Linked DNA regions of Mus musculus: region 1 is linked to region 2. Evidence: chromatin contacts called from public HiChIP or PLAC-seq data. All regions are on one chromosome and are shown on one strand. The core of a region is the stretch at or near the end of the contact, and the rest is flanking DNA. Distances in the headings are between cores, read along the strand shown.

Evidence for each region. HiChIP or PLAC-seq counts read pairs in DNA pulled down with a chosen protein or histone mark.
Region 1: a contact with region 2 is called in an H3K27ac HiChIP or PLAC-seq map of embryonic fibroblasts, with 4 times the contacts expected there. The contact joins two enhancer-like sites. A contact is called at or near these places in 1 of 115 datasets of contacts at active chromatin or transcription factors (embryonic fibroblasts) and 2 of 9 other capture datasets (adipose tissue and embryonic stem cells).

The regions. Positions count from the first base shown.
Region 1 is chr10:85,637,828-85,641,178 of GRCm38.p6, reverse strand. Btbd11 (BTB (POZ) domain containing 11) reads right to left here. Exons shown (of 17, transcript NM_028709.2): 12 at 571-676. Among named protein-coding and RNA genes, the nearest start is that of Gm40731, 49 kb to the right of the region's middle. Within about 2 kb of position 1,273, at least 36 of the 459 cell types and tissues checked have an H3K27ac peak or open chromatin away from gene starts, as enhancers often do. A contact at or near this core is called in embryonic fibroblasts, where this site is marked.
Region 2 is chr10:85,485,352-85,489,043 of GRCm38.p6, reverse strand. All of the region lies in intron 1 of Btbd11 (BTB (POZ) domain containing 11), which reads right to left. Among named protein-coding and RNA genes, the nearest start is that of Btbd11, 100 kb to the right of the region's middle. Within about 2 kb of position 2,348, at least 33 of the 459 cell types and tissues checked have an H3K27ac peak or open chromatin away from gene starts, as enhancers often do. A contact at or near this core is called in embryonic fibroblasts, where this site is marked.

The DNA.
Region 1 (3,351 bases), core at 24-2,523, 150 kb before region 2:
CTTCCCCCTGTCCCATTCTCCTTTGATAAGGGGGAGTCTCCCCCCCCCATACCAACCCACCCTGGCACATCAGGTCACTGCAGGACTAGAGAGCCCACCCACTTTTAGGCTGGGGTTTCCCACACCAACAATTCAGTGAGGGCAATCTCCATAGACTACCCTAACTTAGAGAATCCGTCTTTAGAGGTTCTTTTCCTAGATGATTCTAATATAGACTGTATGTATTGAGATGACCATCAAAAGCATCAGAGGTGACATGGACATTGGGCCATCTATCATAATCTTTGGTGCATGGGACTTATGCCTCAGGTGTCCCCAGTGTCAGTGAAAGAGGAAAAAAGGTCCCATGGGTGAGGTACTAGGGTCCCCTTATCCATCTCTTCTGCTGTTTTTCTCTAAAGAGATTTACCACCTGCTGAAGGAGAACTCATTTCTCTGGCCTGGCTCCTCCCCTCTCTGTCTCTTGTCTGCCCTCCAAAGCTCACATTCTGTATCTGTTCCACATGTTTGCTTCCTTCCCATCCCCACTTCCCACAGCCATAGCCTGAGTATACCCGGACCACTGCTCACCCAGGCGTGAGGTCTGCTTCCTCTTGATCTCCGTGAGCTTGGGGATGGGGTAGGGACCGTAACAGTGTGTGAAGATGACGCACAGCTGCTGGCTGATCACTTCATTCTGTGAAGGGAGATGAATGGCATTATGGGAGTGCTTGGGTCGCACAGGCCAGGTTGACACTGTAGAAACCTGCTCGCATGGGCAAGAGGAGCCGGAACGGTCACTGTCCTCCTGGAGCATAGACACTGAGTTTTCACTTAGCACCCCTGGACTGACCTGCTTGCTCTACGAGCTCACTGTCTACTTCTTATGAGTTCACTGCTGGGTGCTTATGAAATTGATAAAGAAACATATTTCCATCTCAACCTGACTGTTAACTCGCTAAGGGAAAGCAGGCTTTTTGTAGCTCATGAATAAAAAGCTCTCACCCTCCATCCACCTTTATCTATATTCTCAAATTCTGGAAGCAGATCCTTGGTCCTGACCATGTAGCAGAAAGCCCTTGTGGTCCCGTGACTGTGTCCCACAAGGGCAGGATGAAAGCCTCTGATTCAGATCTGTAATAAGTCGGATTCTAGGACTCAGACATTTTGGATCTGGGAGTCATCAGTTGAATCACTTCTCAATAAAAATAAAAATCAGGACGGAGGAAGAGAGTCCTGTGCTTGCGAGCTCCAGCTGCCCACGGCTCAGGGAGGAAGGAGACTGCTCCGGGTGACCTTCATCCCAGTGTCTTGGTCCTTCCTGTTCACCTCCCTCCAAGAACAGGTGTGCAGGCCAGAAGGAGGGATGTGACTCACAGTACGCTGTGGCTTTTTATTAGGCAACTGGCTAAGACAGGGGCTAGATGAATAGTTACAATGGCTGTGGTTTGACCAAGCATTCCTGCGTGCCCATGTGTTAGGGGTGTGGTTCCTTGTTCATGGTGCTATGGAGAGATGGTTAGACCTTCACAAGACCTTGCAGGAAATCAGAGGTCCCTGAGCATGTGTTCCTAACAGATTACGGGGCATTGATATACTCAGCTCTTTCTCTTTGCTTTCCGGCTGCTCCCACTCTGAGCTTCTGTCCTGATGCCCTGTCTCACCTCTACCCTAGAAGCAACGGACTAACTGGTCACACAGCTCCAAAACTGTGAGCAAAACGAACCTTTCTTCTTTTAAGCTGATTAACTCAGGCAACCTATTTCAGCAATACCAAGCTGACTGACACAATCAAGGTTTTTTGTTTGTTTGTTTATTTTTGGTTTTGTTTTGGTTTTTTTTTTTGTTTTTTTGTTTTTTTGTTTTTTTTGTTTTTTGAGACAGGATTTCTCTGTATAGCCCTGGCTATCCTGGAACTCACTCTGTAGACCAGGCTGGCCTCAAACTCAGAAATCCGCCTGTCTCTGCCTCCCAAGTGCTGGAATTAAAGGCATGTGCCACCACTGCCGGCTTTTTTTTTTTTTTGACAATAAAGACTGAAGAGGTCTTAAAATGAGATCATTATCTTTTTCTTTATATTTCTGAGTGAGTACTGCTTTTGTGATCAAAATAATAAACACTTTTTTTAAAGGATGGCTTTGAGACCATAATCATGCTAGTGGTTTACAATATTCTTAAATTTAACCCCTAGGGCAGGACACAGCCCCTTCACATGTGCAAAGAAAATCTAAATCCTTCTATTAAAGTGGACAGATCACAGAAGGCACAGTGTCACCTGGGACATGATTCATAGACGTGTCCTGTGACCTTAGAGTGAAAGGAAGAAGGGGTTCTTCTCAAGGATGGTGCGGATGATATGGGTGATATGCTATGGGCAGATGGGAGGCACTTCTCTCCCTTAGCAACCCCACCAGTGACGCCACCTCAGCGGGGAGCAAAGTGTCCTCTCTCCTCATGAGCAGCACTGGAATCCCCTGGGAGATGGTAAGGAATATAAATCCTTCTCTTTTCTTTCTTTCTGTGTTTCTCATTTTTGTTCAAGACAGAGCTTAGATATGTAGCTCAAGCTAGTCTTACACTCCAGATCTCCTCGCTCACCTTTCCAGGTTACTGGCACAACAGGCAAACATAAAGACTAGATCTCACACTTTTAAAGAAGAATCTCTCTCTCTCTCTCTCTCTCTCTCTCTCTCTCTCTCTCTCTCTCTTTCTCTCCCTCTCTCTCTCTCTCTCTCTCTCTCTCTCTCCTTTCCTCCCTCCCTCCCTCCCTTCCTTTCTTTTTTTTTTGGAGCTGGGCAAATCTTGGCAGCAGGGTGCGCATGAGTAGGGGAAATCACTGGGTTGGTGACAGTCAAGGTTCCTTTCAAGACAGCCGCCACTGGCCGTGACATCAGCAGATGTGGGGCGACCTTCCCATTGCCATTGGCAGAAGGCTCTGTGGTTTCACACCAATATCTGTTTTTGTTTTTTGTTTTTTTTTCATCCACGAAGACAAAGCTGTCATTTCACAGTGAACCATGCACTGCAGGCAAATCCAAGGGGGAGCTGAGGGACAGGTTGACTTTACAGACGAGAACACGAGGTTTGCAACAGCCAGGCTGCCTGGATTAAAATCCTGGCTCCTCTGCATCCCTTCCACGTAGGCTTCAGGTCCACCATTTCAAATGGAGGTGGTGGTACGGGAGCCCCTCCCTCCAGGGTCCTAATGAGGAGGGATGAGTAATGGTTAGAAGGGCCCTGGGCGCACAGATGTACTTTGCAACATGGATGATTATCATCTTTAGACTCAGTCCTGGCTTAAGTGTCCACAGCAGGTCACTTCCCCGGCACAGGCTGTGACACCCATGGAAGAGAGGTTGTGAGGACTGAGGG
Region 2 (3,692 bases), core at 1,099-3,598:
AGGAGAGATGAGGAAGTTAGTCTGGAAACCAGAGGAAGACCCTCACCAGAACCTGACTACGTTAGCTCTATGATCCCCAATTTCTAAACTCTGAAACGGCAGGAAATATATTTCTTTTGTAAGATACCCAGTGTCTGTTGGCTGAGATGCCAGCTTGCTGGCACACTCACTCTTGGTCCTCATGCCTGTCTAGACATACTTACCCCACTTTGCTGTCATCCCATTTCTGTATCCCTAGGACTTATGCCTTTTCTTAGGATTTGCCTCTTGGAAGCGATTCAACCTAAGACAAGGACCTGGCCTGTCTAAGACTGCTGTGGGGATTCAGGAGAGAAGACACACATAGTGAAGCACATTGAGAGCACAGAGCAGCTGCTCAGCAAGTCAACTTCCTTGCCACAGGCCACATTTTCCACAGATGTTCTACCTGTTTCCAGGGCCATCTTGTCTGTCAAGCACTGCAAAGCCTCTCTAGGCCACCTATATCATGAAAGACGACTTCCCCAACAGCTGTTTGAGTAATTAAAATTTCTAATAATAACTCATCATTGGATAAATCTGTCAGAAACATGAGATACCAACTCCACTAATATCCCTTTGCCTCCATGCTCTTGCTTAGAGTGGGTTAACCCTGCTCTACCAGAAAGAAGAGGCAGGCAAAGATGTACGGGTGGTAGTTTAAATAGGAATGGCTCCCACAGGCTCACAGATTTGAAAGCTTGGTCATTAGGGACTGAAACTACTTAACAAGGATTAGGAGGTGTGGCCTTTTTGAAGTAGGTGTGGTGTTGCTGGAGGCAGTGTGTCACTGGGGGTGGGCTTTTGGGATTTCAAATGCCTAAGCCAGGCCCAGTGGTTGTCACTCTTCTTGCTTCCTGCTGATACAGATGTAGAACTCTCAGCTCCTTCTCCAGCACCATGTCTGCCTGTGTGCTGCCATACTTTCCCGCCGTGATGATAATGGACTAAACCTCTGAAATTGTAAGCCAGCCCCAATGACATGCTTTTCCTATTAAGTGTTGCCATGGTTGTGATGTCTCTTCACAGCAATAGAACATTGATTAAGATGGTATGCCAGTCAGTGAATGAGGAAGATTTCCCCAACATAATCTCATTGAGACTGATCACCCAGAGCTTGAGTCTCCAATGGAAGTGCTCATGAGAACCTCCAGAGGACCCTGGTGTAAATGCACATAACTGCTCCTCCACACCTACAAATTCTGATATGAAAATCTAGATGGGTCTAGGAACTTGCGTTTGAACAGCTTCCTCCAGGTATTCTGAGGCAGGGATCCAAAAGATGTTGTTTACAATATATATACATTGATGGACTACTGCCTGGGTTGGAGTAAGCTCCCATCTATTCATCATTTGATTTCTCTTCTGGACATCTCTTCTGTCCCAGCCACAAAAGCAAATACTGCAATTAGTTGCCATACACATGGGGGTGGGGGTGGGGTAGGAAGATGGCTCAGTCAGTAAAGTGCTTGCTGCACAAGCAAGAGGACCCGAGTGTGGGTTCCCAGCACCCACCTAGATCCTAGGCACAAAGCAAGTGCTCCCCAGTCAGCCAATGGACCTGAATTGGTGAGCTCCAGTGCAGTGAGAGGCCTTGACTCAAAAGGAGGGTGGGGATTGCTAAAAGAAGAAAAGCAATGGTACCATCTAGTCTCCACATGCACATACATGGGCAAGTATGTATACACACACACACATCATACATAACACACACATACACACCCCACACACCATGTATCATACACACCTCACACACCACAACCCCCACCATGCATCATACACAACACACACACCACAACCCCCACCATGCATCATACAAAACACACACACACACACACACACACACACACACACACACACACACACACACACACATACACACACACACATGAGTCAAATGAAGTCTGATTTGTCTGCTTTTCACAGACCAGGAGTCTTATTTCAGAGCATGGGTCCTCAGGAAAGACTAAAGGGAAGTCCTTCCCAAGATCATAGAAGCAAGGAGAGAGGTCAGTTCCTCCCATGGAGTTGGCATGACTGCCTCATTGTGAATGCAATAGATGTTATGATGGACTTTTGGGAGTGTGTGTCTTCCAGCCCTGTAAGTCTGAAGCTGCAAAGTGATCTGTTCCCTCTAGGGCTTTGCGTCATGAGCATCATCTGGCCAAACAAGGATAATAGGTAGAGGGAGGCTCCACTGCTTAGGTATGTCTGGCTATATAGACCAGACTTACTCATGTAAGGCTTTCACGAAGAAAAATGTCACCCTGTGCAGTAGTGTGCAGTATTTTGGATTGACTCTTTTCCAACCTCTATGTGTCAGAGCTCTCTGGAGTGAAGAGGTGACTAAGCCAATTCCGCCTCAGGAAAGGGATAATTCTTGTGTGCTTTGCTCTAAGAAGAGAAATCTAATGGAATGAGTCATGGTGTCCAGCATAGAATCAAATCCCTTCCTGGGTTGGGAAGGGATTTGACTTCACCTTCCAAACATGCAGGACACATAGAGCCCAGTCCATCCACTAGAGATACCCGGGAGAGATGTAAGCACTTTCCATCTGTGTGTTGATCTAGCGAGCTCCTGAGAATGAAGAACCAAGAACCTTTTTTTTTTTTTTTTTTTTTGCTTAGTTTTCTAAAGTTAACATAACCTTAACCCACTCAGTGGTTTCTCAGAAAAATTATAGCTGGGAAAACACAGTTCAGTGGTGAGAGCTTGGCTTATTTATATGAAGCCCTGGGTTTCATCCTCAGTACAAAATCTAAAAGTAACAATAAAAGTCAGATTTAAACCGGCTGTAGTGGCATTCACCTGTAATTCCAGGAATGCAAGGTTCTATCTCAAAATAACCCACACCACAAAACAAAAACAACAAATTACAGTAATAAGCCTTGACTAGGAAGAATTCATTATAATAATAATAAAGTGTAGGTCAAATTAGGAGATTAAAAGAATACATCTCAATCATAGGAGATAGAAGAAGATAAATTATTATCTCTGTAGATGGCAGTCAGTGCTTGTTTTTCTCCCTAGCTATTTATTTATTTATTTATTTATTTATTTATTTATTTATTTTGAATTTATTCTTCTCTCATATAATATATCCCAACTTCAGCCTCCTCTCCCTCTACTTCTACCATTCCCCTCCCCACCTCCTCTCTCCTCCAAATCCATTCTTCCTCCATTTCCCTTCAGAGAAGAGCAGGCCTCCCGGGGATATCAACTGAACACAGCATAGCAAGATGCAATAAGTCTAGGCACAAACCCTTATATCAAGGCTGAATGAGGCAACCCAGTTCTTTTTCTTTTTGAAAAGACTTTTAAAAATCTCCCTTAATATTTGAAAAATTAAAAGCATAGGACATTTCCTTAACAAAACAAAGAACATCCAGTGATCAACATCATACTTAATAATGGAACACTAATGGTAGCCCATCCAAGTCACACCCAAGGAAAGGACAATGGCTTACCATGATGTAAAAACATAAGTTGGGAAGTTGAGAATATAATGGGCAGATAGGTATTCACCTATTTGGGGATCAAAGACCAACCCTGGAAAGGGGGAAAGCTGCCTTTTCCAGCATGCTTTGTTCCAACAAGAGAAATCTAATGAAATGAGTCATGATGTTCAGCATAGAATCAAATCCCTTCCTGGGTTGGGAAGGGATTTGGCTTC